Regions from separate parts of the Mus musculus genome. Here region 1 is linked to region 2. Evidence: chromatin contacts called from public Hi-C data. All regions are on one chromosome and are shown on one strand. Each heading gives the region's core, a stretch centred on a gene start, on an enhancer-like site or on the middle of the called end of the contact. The rest is flanking DNA. Distances are from core to core; before and after follow the strand shown.

Evidence for each region. Hi-C and Micro-C count contacts between places; a contact is called where the count stands out from the background.
Region 1: a contact with region 2 is called in a Hi-C map of uterus. The contact joins the enhancer-like site here to the promoter of A130051J06Rik in region 2. A contact is called at or near these places in 3 of 39 promoter capture datasets (the C10 cell line, the HPC-7 cell line and frontonasal cranial neural crest), 1 of 484 Hi-C or Micro-C datasets (uterus), 4 of 115 datasets of contacts at active chromatin or transcription factors (embryonic forebrain, embryonic limb bud and embryonic stem cells) and 1 of 9 other capture datasets (pancreatic islet).

Annotation. Positions count from the first base shown.
Region 1 is chr15:96,103,614-96,109,125 of GRCm38.p6, reverse strand. No RefSeq gene overlaps it. Among named protein-coding and RNA genes, the nearest start is that of 2610037D02Rik, 92 kb to the left of the region's middle. Within about 2 kb of position 2,990, at least 12 of the 459 cell types and tissues checked have an H3K27ac peak or open chromatin away from gene starts, as enhancers often do. A contact at or near this core is called in uterus, where this site is marked.
Region 2 is chr15:95,800,332-95,805,845 of GRCm38.p6, reverse strand. A130051J06Rik (a long non-coding RNA gene) reads left to right here and starts at 1,385. Exons shown (of 2, transcript XR_875618.2): 1 at 1,385-1,570. All of the region lies in intron 1 of Ano6 (anoctamin 6), which reads right to left.

The DNA of each region.
Region 1 (5,512 bases), core at 1,741-4,240, 300 kb before region 2:
GCAACAGGGTCTGTAATTCTCACGTGAGCAGCTTTCAGCTGGAGTTTCTTGCCTAGCTGTTGATTTAGCTTCTTTCTGAGACAGTAGAGAATCCACTTGTGTCTTTAGAAGTGCACACTTTTGCAACAGTTCACTTTGACGGGAGTTACTTCGACTAACTTGCAGTGAAAGTTTATGCATGTCTTTGTGAAGTTTCTAGCACCTTGCCATCAGAATGAAAAGCCCGAAAGTGAGAGCAAAATAATGTGTCTGGTTATTTTAGAACAGGTGAGATTTTCTTTGATGCATTAGACAACTGATTTCAATTTCTCATCTACGTGTTGATGAAGATGAGGCTGATAAAAATTTTAGTGAAGAAAAAATGAGAATAAGTAATGGGTGAATGAAGAACGCCCCACTTTCCATATTACACGGCTCCTCAAACTTCAATACCAGAGGATGATAGGAAAAGAACCAGGAGCATAGTTATGCCCTATGAAACCATTTTTCTGTTTGGTTGAAATTCAAGTGAGTAAGTGAGTGTTCTTTTTCTTAATTGTTTATTATTATTAATCGTCATTATTATTGGGCTGGAGAGATGTTCGATGGTTAATATTAATAGTGGTTACTGTTCTTGCAGAGAATCTGGGTTCAGCTCCTAGCATCCACAGGGTGGCTCACGAATGTTTGTGACTCCAATTCTGGGAGGTCTGACATGCTTCCCTGGTTCATGTACACGTGTGGTGCACACTTGGGCACACACATACACATACGTGACTAAATCTAAAACATATTTAACTTCTTATTACATTTACTTAATTTTTGTTCCTCTGTGTGTGTGTGTCTGTAGGCACATGCACCTGTGTAGAGAGCTGAGGAAAACTTGTGAGAGTCAGTTTTCTCCCTACCATATGTGTGTTCTGGGAACTGAACTCAGGTTGTCAGGATTGGTGGCAAGAGCCTACTCCCTGTACCTTCTTGCCAGGCTGGAGTTTTGTTCAGGAACACACTGCATAGAATAAGTGAATGTGTATCCCACATTTAAGAGCATAGCGATCTTTCCCTTGGTTTATGAAGAACACATTGTGGCTCTGCGCAATTGTTTCCATTGATTTGTCATTTTACCCAAGCTCTGTGATAGTCACCTTGGCTTCTCAATCCCTCCTCCTCCCCTTCCTCCTCCCCCCTCCTCCCCCTCCTCCTCCCCTCTTTCTCTCCTCCTCCCCTTCCTCCTCCTCCTCCTCCTCCTCCTCCTCCTCCTCCCCTCCTCCTCCTCCTCCTCCTCCTCAGCTTTGTGCCTGGCCACCAATCAGGAACTGCCTGGGCGCTCACAGGTGGGGGGGTTTCCAGGCTTAGTCAAATGAGTGCATCTGTAGCCTCCAATTCAAGTTCTTCCCAAAGAACCGGCCTGCATATATCTGAGAGGTACTTTGCCAATGAGAATGGTTGTGCCAGAGTTAGATTTGAAAACCACATCTATGTGACTTTTCTGGTTCTGCAGGCTCAGGTATTAACAAAGATTTTTTCTTAAGCTGTGGGTGGACATAAACTACCAGTAAGGAGAAGCCTGGGAAACATTCCCCTGCCTCCAGAATGGGCGTTTGGATTCAGGCAGTGTGAAATCAGAGCCATGCTATGTGTGCGTCTTTCCCAGCCCTGAGCTTGGGCTCACAGAAGTTAGGTCCTGCCATTTATTTCGGACAGAACAGGCTCCGGAGATGGCATGTGCTCACCGCCTGCTGTCTACATGAGTCTGATGGCATGTGCTCACCGCCTGCTGTCTACATGAGTCTTTTAAAAAGTCAGCCGTGTGCTTCTGGGTCTGCATCCAGACAAGGCAGAGTATTTGAGGGATAGGTCTCCATCTTATCTTTGCCTGGAATGCTACTTGATATATAGTATTAAAATTGGTAATATTTTGTTGTTATTGGAGGGGTGTTATTTTTTATTTCTTTGAGATAGGGTCTCCCTGTGCAGACCAGGCTGGCCATGAACTCAGATCTGCCTGCCTCTGTTTACCCCACACGCCAGTGCTGGGATTAAAGATGTTTGCCACCATACACAGCTTGATAAATGGCTTTTGATGGAAATTAACAGAGGCAGATAAATGACCTCCTTTCCATTGTCCCCGAACGTGACTGGTGTTCTTAGTGCTCACCTTGTCTTTGAAGTTGTAGGTCTAAGTCGGTCCTTCAAAGCCAGGCTTTTATAGGCAAGCATTTAAAGTCACATTTTAAAAAGCCCATTGTTCTCTCTGATAAATTTTGTTTTGCTTTTCTAGTATACGCCAGGTGCTTTGTATGCAGATACAAATGAGACAGAGCTCTGACCTCAATGAAGTCATTATATTATTAAGTATCTTAACAGCAGCCATTAGCTAATGATCATCCCAGGCAAGTTGCTCTACTCAGAATTCAGCTATCACTAAGATCTTGGCTGCTCTGAGAGATTACTGTGACGTATTATCTATTTGGGCTGACTTCAACACAAGGAGAATGAAGTACTACTGTAACTTATTCAGATAGTAGAATTGTTTTCCAGAACGAGAGCAGCATCTTAGAAATAAAAATCGTTGAAACTTTTACCGACGGGCATTTCGGTAAACGAGGGGAGGGGGGATCAGGAGATGCGATGTCTCCTTTCTCAGGCTGAAGAATGTGATTGTTTCTAAGGAACAAATGCCAGGTTGGTAGGTCAGTGACAACAAAATGAAGTCTTTTCATCTTGTAAAATATGATACCAGGAGAAGTTTATGCTTGATGATAACTTTCTCAAACACCAGGGGAAAAATGCTGATCACATTGTTCTGTAGACTCAATTGTGTTCTCAGCAGGGATACCTAATTGCCTTAATGACGGAGCAGAGGAGGAGAGTATCGCAGCCAGAATGCTTGGAAGAGAGTGGCGTGTTTTCACTGACAAGCTTTGGTTCACGCTAACCCAGGGCAGAGCAGAGCAGAGCAGAGTTCCATCTCCCACAAAGGTTGCGGTCTAAGACAGTAAATCCTGGGAAATCTCTTAGGGAGACGTCTCTGCTGGATGCTGCGGAGGCTGGACAGGGTGTCAGCTCGGTTGTGGGAACCACCTCTCCTAGAATTCCATTCCATGTATGGTTCTGGGTTAGAGTTGGCCACATCTGAAGTTTGCTTGCAGTTAGGAAGACAGCAGGGAGGAGGCTGGCATGACTTCGGAGCCCTGCGCCCTTCTGCACGTTGTCTTCTGTCTACTGCTTCCTCTGTTGGCTGTGGCCTTAGCTGAGCCATGGCTATGCCAGGCCCAGCCAGTTCTTTATCCTGAAAGGTGTTTTCTGTAGATCACCGGCGTCCTGGAGGGTAGCATAGTGAGAGGCAGCCATGGAAACCCTTTGGCTCTTTGAGTTCTAGTTCACCCATATGGGTTCTGGTCTCTCTGTCCTCTGCCTCATACGCAGCATTTCTTTGTAATACTAGTCTTTCTGAGCTACAGCAACTTCAGGCCCACTGCAGATGCTAGGGCCATTGTACTGACTTCCATAGTGAAGTCTACCCTAAGCCTTGTAGCCCATGTCACTCAGAGTGGTCCTGTCTCTGGGTGAGTCCCTAAGTCCTCACTGATAGTACGCTAAACATGAGTCTGTTGGTACATCCACTAACTGATTTCCCTTTTGCCTATTGCTGTGCCTGTCCTCTGAGCCAAGCAGCTACCAGCTTGGGGCATTCATCAACATTCTTTTGCAAAAGACCATCCCGACCAGGTTTATTGATGGTTTACACAAGAACCTACACACATAGACATACATGCAAAGATATACATACATACACATACACACACAGACACTCACACAGATTCATACACATAAAAACACACACAGACATGTACACAGACACACACAGACATTTAGAGATATAACACACACAAACATTCACATACAGAGAGAAACACACAGATACAGACACAGACTTACACAGAAGCATACATGCACACATAGAGACACATACACACAGACACATACACAGATACACAGACATGCGTACTGACAGAGACACACACAGAGACACACAGATATACACACAGACACATGTTTATACAAATACACGGACACAGACATGTCATACAGATATGCACACAGACATGTGTACAGACAGAGACATACCGATATACACATAGACATATGCATACACACACACAAACACACATACAGACACATGTACTCACAGACATAGGTACACACAGATAGACATAAGCACATAGACACACAGCACATACACAGACATGTACAAACAGAGAAACACAGACACACACAGAGGCACACAGACACATATACACATAAACATACAGACAGACACATGTACTTATAGGCATGTGTATACACACACACACGCACACACACACACACACACACACACACACACGTGAGCACATGGGTGGAATAGGTATGGGATTCTTGCCTGAGAATTCAGCAGCTCCCTACCTACCACCTGGCATCTCTGTGTACGGCCTCAGAGAAGAGCTACAGAGATGGGAGTCCATCTATAGAGCTAAAGGGAGTCTCTCGTCCTGCTGAGTGAGACTTTCCAGGTAAGGCATGTCTTGAGGGAGGTGGAGGGGGTTTGAGGGTGTGGGGATGTGGGGGGTGTGTGAGGAAATGTCCATACTCCTATACATGAGCCCTCACTGATGCTTTGTAAGGGAGCCCTGTAAATCCATTGGCTTTCCAGAGTGAACGTTGGAGGAATCCTCCCTCTGTTTGTTGTTGGAACCTTCGAAGACGGGATAGATGTTACTTCTATCCCACCCCTAGGAAAGAATTTTAGCAACACCTGTCTTGGTCTCACTTACTGGTCATCTGACCACGTAGCTGGGAAAGGACATGTGTTTTTTGTTTGTTTGTTTGTTTGTTTGGGTTTTTGGTTAAGGTAGGGCCCAGGCTGACCTAGAACTCACTTTGTGGCTTGGGGTTGCTATCCCTGTGTGCCCTAGCTCTATGGGGAGCTGCCTTCGTTCTTGCCCCTTTCTCTTGCTCAGTGCCCCCAGCCCTGCTGTGGCTTAAACAGTCACGCCTAAGTGGGAACAATTTGAGCTTGGCTCCATGACTTTAAAACTGTAGCTTGAGTAGAGAGCAGCTGGAACCGTGTCGTTGTCCGTGGAATGAAATGAGCATGCTCAGACCCCATGACGACAGACTGGGAAATGCTCCCAGCAGGAAGAGGGGACATGGGAGGACCTGCCCAGCCTATTGTTCTGGAAGAAAAGCCGGGTTTTCTGGTGAGCACACACTTGGTAATAGATGCATCAGTCCAGAGCTGTGTAAATCTTGCACTTGGCAGTGAGTTTTAATTAATGAACTGTCTTCCCTTGAGGCTGGGTTTCTTGATTTATAGAGTTTTTTTTTTTTTTTTTTTTTTTGCTTCACTCACATACTTCTTAAACAAGTCTGCAGGCCTGGGGCTTCACTGTTTCAACCCAAACCACACTCTCTTAACAATATTTATAATTTTCTCAGTGGGATAGTTATTGGAAAACAAACCTTTGAACCCTATGAGAGAGAATCATAA
Region 2 (5,514 bases), core at 136-2,635:
ACTTAATATGTAAGAATTCATAAAACTCTTTATTAGTAAAGCAAACAACAGGTCACACACAGGCTATCTCTAACACAAGTCTGACAGTGAACCCTAAAGTTTACTTATTCACAGAATTAATTTTTTAAATTAAAAATTGACCCAGTACCCCATACACACAGCCACACATAAAACCAACCAGGTGTGTGTCTCAGCTCTATCCAACAGTCAGGGTGCGCTGCCTGTGCACTTAACCACAAACGCCTAATTTCCCTCTATTAAACCAAGGAAGACCATTCTGCCCTTCACAGAAACCTCCCTTCATCTATCTGAACTCAGAATTCAAGCAGGCCAGAGGAGAGACCCTGCAAGGAAGATTTGTGCCAGGGAGAAACTGAAAAAAAGCAGGAGGGTGCAGGAGCAAAGCCACCTCGGAGAACACAGTCATCAAGACGTGAGAGACAGACACCTGGCCATGCCAGCTAAGGAATGACACCAGTCTCCATGAGGCAAGGAAAAGGTTGAGAGTCATGCATGACTCATCAGATGCAAACAGTTTACTACAGAATGCTGGTTTTGACTAAAGGGCTTCTCACAAACACTGAGGGGATGTCCACTTCTCATGATGTAAAATACAGAAGGGAGCTTTTCAGCCACATGCTCTGGGATTAAGGCATCCACACCAAGCCTGGACAGCGTGCCATTTTCACTACGTCAGCATCAGGAAGCTCAAGGTCACGAGGCCCCTGGGAGCTGCTTCTCAAAGGATCTGTCAGCTGCCAGATCCACATGTCTGCCTACCACCAGGAGGGATATGACTTCCCCACATCCTAGAAAGCACTGGGTCTTTTTCAGGTGGCGGGCTGAAGCTCAGCCTCTCTCTCATACCATACCCCTTTCACCATCTTATATCCAACAGTCCTAACATGACCGAAGAAGGACAGCGAAAATAAAATAACAGTCAGACGCAAGATTTCAGGCACCACCAATGTGGCAGTCCCACCTGGGACACATCAGAAATGATTAAATCCACTAAGGGACACCAAGCCAGGCAGGCATCCCCCCCCCACCCCCCACACACACACCCCAGGTCTACCTCAAGCAGGAGGCAGGTAGCACCACATTGGACAAGGCTTCTAAAGACACAAACCAGAGCCAGATTGAACCAGAGGCCCTAAGCCGAGGAAAAACATTTCCAAGCAAGGAATATGGACACATGGGGGAATTCGGTGGGAGGCAGGCAATGGCATCAGAGCTCAAGGCCATTGCTAGGCTATTGCTAGGCTCCTGGGGAATGCTGAGTGCTTCAAGGCTTCTCACAGAGAGCCAGAATTAGTTCCTCTGACTGGGGTGTGGCCCTGCTAAGAATTGGGACTCAGGAGCTAGCTCTAGGGGGAGTGTGGATGGGGGCTGTAATTTGATTCAGGCAGTTCCTAGGCCTCCATAACTCAGGCAGTGAATGACTAATCAGCCTTAAGAAATCATGAGTCACGCGGCAGGGAAAGCAACGCCAGCGCCAAGTAACTTCTCTGAGAACTGGGAACCCACGGGCTTGGACAAACACTGTGGAATATTATATCTGGGGCCAACGGTAAGTCCTGCCTCCTCTCTTGGTGCAGGTCAGTTTTAGTTTTGGGTTCTTAGAGCTCTTTAGTTACCAGATGAAGGCTAAGAATATCTGTCCGAAACATGCCTTAGTCAAAATGCCAGCAAGTGCTGACCTTTTGGAAAAATTAATTATTATACTTGACATTCTTGTGTGGAAGGAACAAACCCGCATGTATTTCTCTATGGATTGCTGTTGCACCCAGCAGCCTGGGCACTCAGGGACAGCGTATGAAGTGACTCTGAGTTTGGATTCAGACAGCAAAGCAATTAAAATGAGTACAGTTTGCCTGTACCCACCTCCCCAACTTAAAGTCAGTTAACTTCCTAGTATAAGCAAAAGCATTGTGTGAGCGGTGGATACAACCACAAAAATAACTAAAAGAAAAATAAAAAAGTAAGAAAGAGAAAAAAAGAAAAAAAAAGAAAGGAAGAAATCTGACTTTAAATAGAATGAAAAGGTAGCGTTAGGTAGCATGTTAAGATTTAACCAAAAAAAAGGTCTTTTCCAGATATTCTTGTAGTTCAAATACACTGGACTAATGGGAATAGATAACCACACTAGATTAATCTCCAAAAAAATACCACGTGACATGAAAAGGGGCAAGCATAAAAGATTATTATACTCTACTTTGTTCTATTTGGGTCAATTCCAACAGCTGGCACCCTCAGTTTACAGAAGAGGTCTTCAAACTGTTCCCCTGAACTGAGAAAAGAAATGAGGGATGTGGGGTAGGGGTGGGGGTGGAGGGGCGTGGCCTCCACCTGAGTGTGGGTGGCAGTCAGACCCAGGATCTGCCAAGCTTTACAGTTTACATCGCATATCACTCACTATATGAAGTGAACTTTAAAAATCTAATCAAGAGCATCCGTAGAGTGGGCTCCTATCAGACAAAAGCATGGCAGAAGGCAGCATCAGTCTCTCACACTCCCTCGAGTTCACCCATCAAGAAGACTCCCGTTTGGCCAGGAACCACAAGTAAGGTGAGATGCCATTCTAGGATGTACAACCTAACACAGAATCTCAAGCGAGAGGACTCTTGTTTATAACAGTCAATGAGAACAGAGTTTGTTCTCATGCCCTCCTGCCCCACGACCTGAGAACAAAACAAGCCTTAACTTTCGTCCTTCCATATAACTCTAGGTGCTCTGACAGGAAAGAGAGATTCTCCAGCAAGGGTTTCAGGAGGAGAAGCTGGAGCCAAGCCTCAGTCACCTGTGGGGCTTTCCTGCTCCACCAGACTTCTGATTCATGCCCTCAGGGGCTGGGTTGTGACTCCCAGCAAAGTCAGTCCCGCCTCTTCCCCACAGAAGTGATTCATAGCCCCCAGGAGAGCAGCCAGAGAAGAGAACTCAGTGCTGGCTTAGTCCAGAAGAGTCATTCTGCTCTAGGTCCCCAAGCCCTTGAGGTCAAGAGAGGCACAGATGTGAGCAGGGAATGGCAGTACCCATTGTCTCCCCTCTTCCTTGGGCAACACAGAAAAACTAACAACTGATGACTTCAAAGGTCTTAGCATCCCTTTCAAACCTACGGAAGGGAGAGCATCGTGCTAAGTTGAACTATAAAGCCATCATGAAGGGACCTGAAGATGCAACTGTATTTTATTGCCTCTAACCCAGTGTAGCTATTGCAGCCAACAAACACACCAAGGAATAGTGGGGCTTAGGACTATGAACCACCTCTGCAAGGTGCATGAAAGACCACGGATATCATCATAAATAAAGCCTGCGCCCGACTAGTTCCCCAGGGCAACTGGACCTGGAAACCTGAAAGCAAAGGCAGGGTTTCACATGTTCGCCAAATGTACACTTGAGCCTTCTTCACCCAGCCCTGCTTTTCAAAGCCATGCTCCCCTAAGATCAGGGTATTTTTAGAACTATGAAAAGAACAGCTGCAGGGCCAGCCATTCCCCAGTGAAAGCCCTCCCCCTGGAGAGTGGTGGGCACAGCCAAGATTCTCTTCTCACTGTGCCATCCTGGTTTGCTCTCCTTTTACAGCCTTGAAATATAACTTGCTGCACCCACTTGATACGTCTGCTTCACCCTGCCAGGCAGCCCATGCGCTGAGGGTAGGGGCCATATGTCTTATCTACTGATCAATTCCCAGAGCGAAGACCATACCTAGCACACACAAGGCACTAAAGGGACTTTCAGTAAATGAGCATAATCTTGCGTGCATTTGGCTTTCACGGATCACATCTAGAATACAAACTGCACCAAAGGTGGGGCTGTCTCTACCTGCTCTGTATCCTCAGACATCATAGGACGCATGGCCTACGGGAGGTCTTCAGTACAAAGCTACCAAACTAATACAGCGAGGAAGGTGAGACCACCCCGGTGTGCTAGCATAAATGGAATTTCTATGCATATGGATTTAAAACAAAACCAAAAACATCAGGCTTGATTTGTAAGCCGGGCTCACTGCTGGCAATCCAGTCAAGAGTTCAAGGGAACCTTCCTGGTCAAAGAAATTAGTCAACGCTATCTACGATTGAACTCTTCAAAATAAACACACGGAGCTCGGGACGAGCCAGAAGCCACAGCTGAGGCCGCTGTAACGCCCAGGAAAACCATGATTACCCGATTGCTAAAAAGTCTTTGGTGTTCGCTTACCCTGAGCATGATGAAAGGCTTGTCTGCAAGTGTTCGCATCTCCTCTATGATTTGTAGGCTATAATGAGCCTGTTATAGATGCCAGTACCCAGTGGTCACTAAACACTATTTACATTTAAATGAAGGCAGGAACCGTGAGCGGCCCTCGTGGCAGAGGCTGGACTCCAGGCACTGTGACTGAAGGACGGAATTAGGCTTCCACTAGGCGTCACTTCTATTAAAGGCAGAAGTGTCAGTCAAATAACCTTAAACTCAACTCCCGTCTTCCTTCCACCCCAAGAGATGCAATGCATTAGCTGTCCTCCGGCTGGTGCTCCTGCCGCCCAGCTCCAACAACTGGACACAGTGAATCAGTGGTCCCCAAGCTTCTCAGAACACAGAATGAGAAAGCTTTGTCTCCTGCGCCTAGCCTGCAAATGACACAGAGCTTTCCCTTCTGTTATCATTAAATCCAGGAGATTTAAGCTACAAGGGCAACAACACAAAGCAAACGCAAACCTTCCACTTTATCTACGTTTGTGTCTATTTGTATCTATTTGTGTCTTTTAACCAACTTTCAGACTTTTAAATGCTACCCAATGAACAGGAAACTTTAAGTTTCATGGGCAATTAAACACTTTGGACTTTTTCCTTTTAAATTCCCCTCACGCTTTTAATCCCAGAACTCGGGAGGCAGAGGCAGGCAGATTTCTGAGTTCGAGGCCAGCCTGTTCTACAAAGTGAGTTCCAGGACAGCCAGGGCTACACAGAAAAACCCTGTCTCAAAAAACAAAACAAACAAACAAACAAAAAAAATCCCCTACTATTATAAAAAGTAGAAGGATAGGAACTTCACCTCCCAACCTGTGCAAATGTGGCAGCAGCTCGCGCTCATCCTCAGGGGTCAGAAGTGTCTTGGTGCGGTGGGCAACAGGCAGTGAGGAGTCATCCAAATGCCGAGAAGTGGCTGAGTCCTCAGCCTCAGATGGAATCTTTAAGTTAGTGAGTGCTCCCACCCCTGGCCCAGGGAGCATCAAGGAAGAAGGGATGGAAAGAATGTAGCCTGGAGGTGGGGAAGTGAGGAATGTCATAAATGACGCAGCCATTACAGGCATGAATGCACGGGTATGGTTACCTGTTACAGGCGTGAACACACGGTTTGGTTACCTACATAAAACCTGTTAAGGATCAAGGCAGCCAAAAATCTAGCATGGATGAGGAGGGGCTCACAAGGCCCAAGCTAAAAGAGGGAAGGCTCCTTTTTCCTTGAGGATATGGTGACTGACAGGTTGCCCAAGCTCCATATCTATTCAGTCAGCACCAATTGGCCTCAGTGGC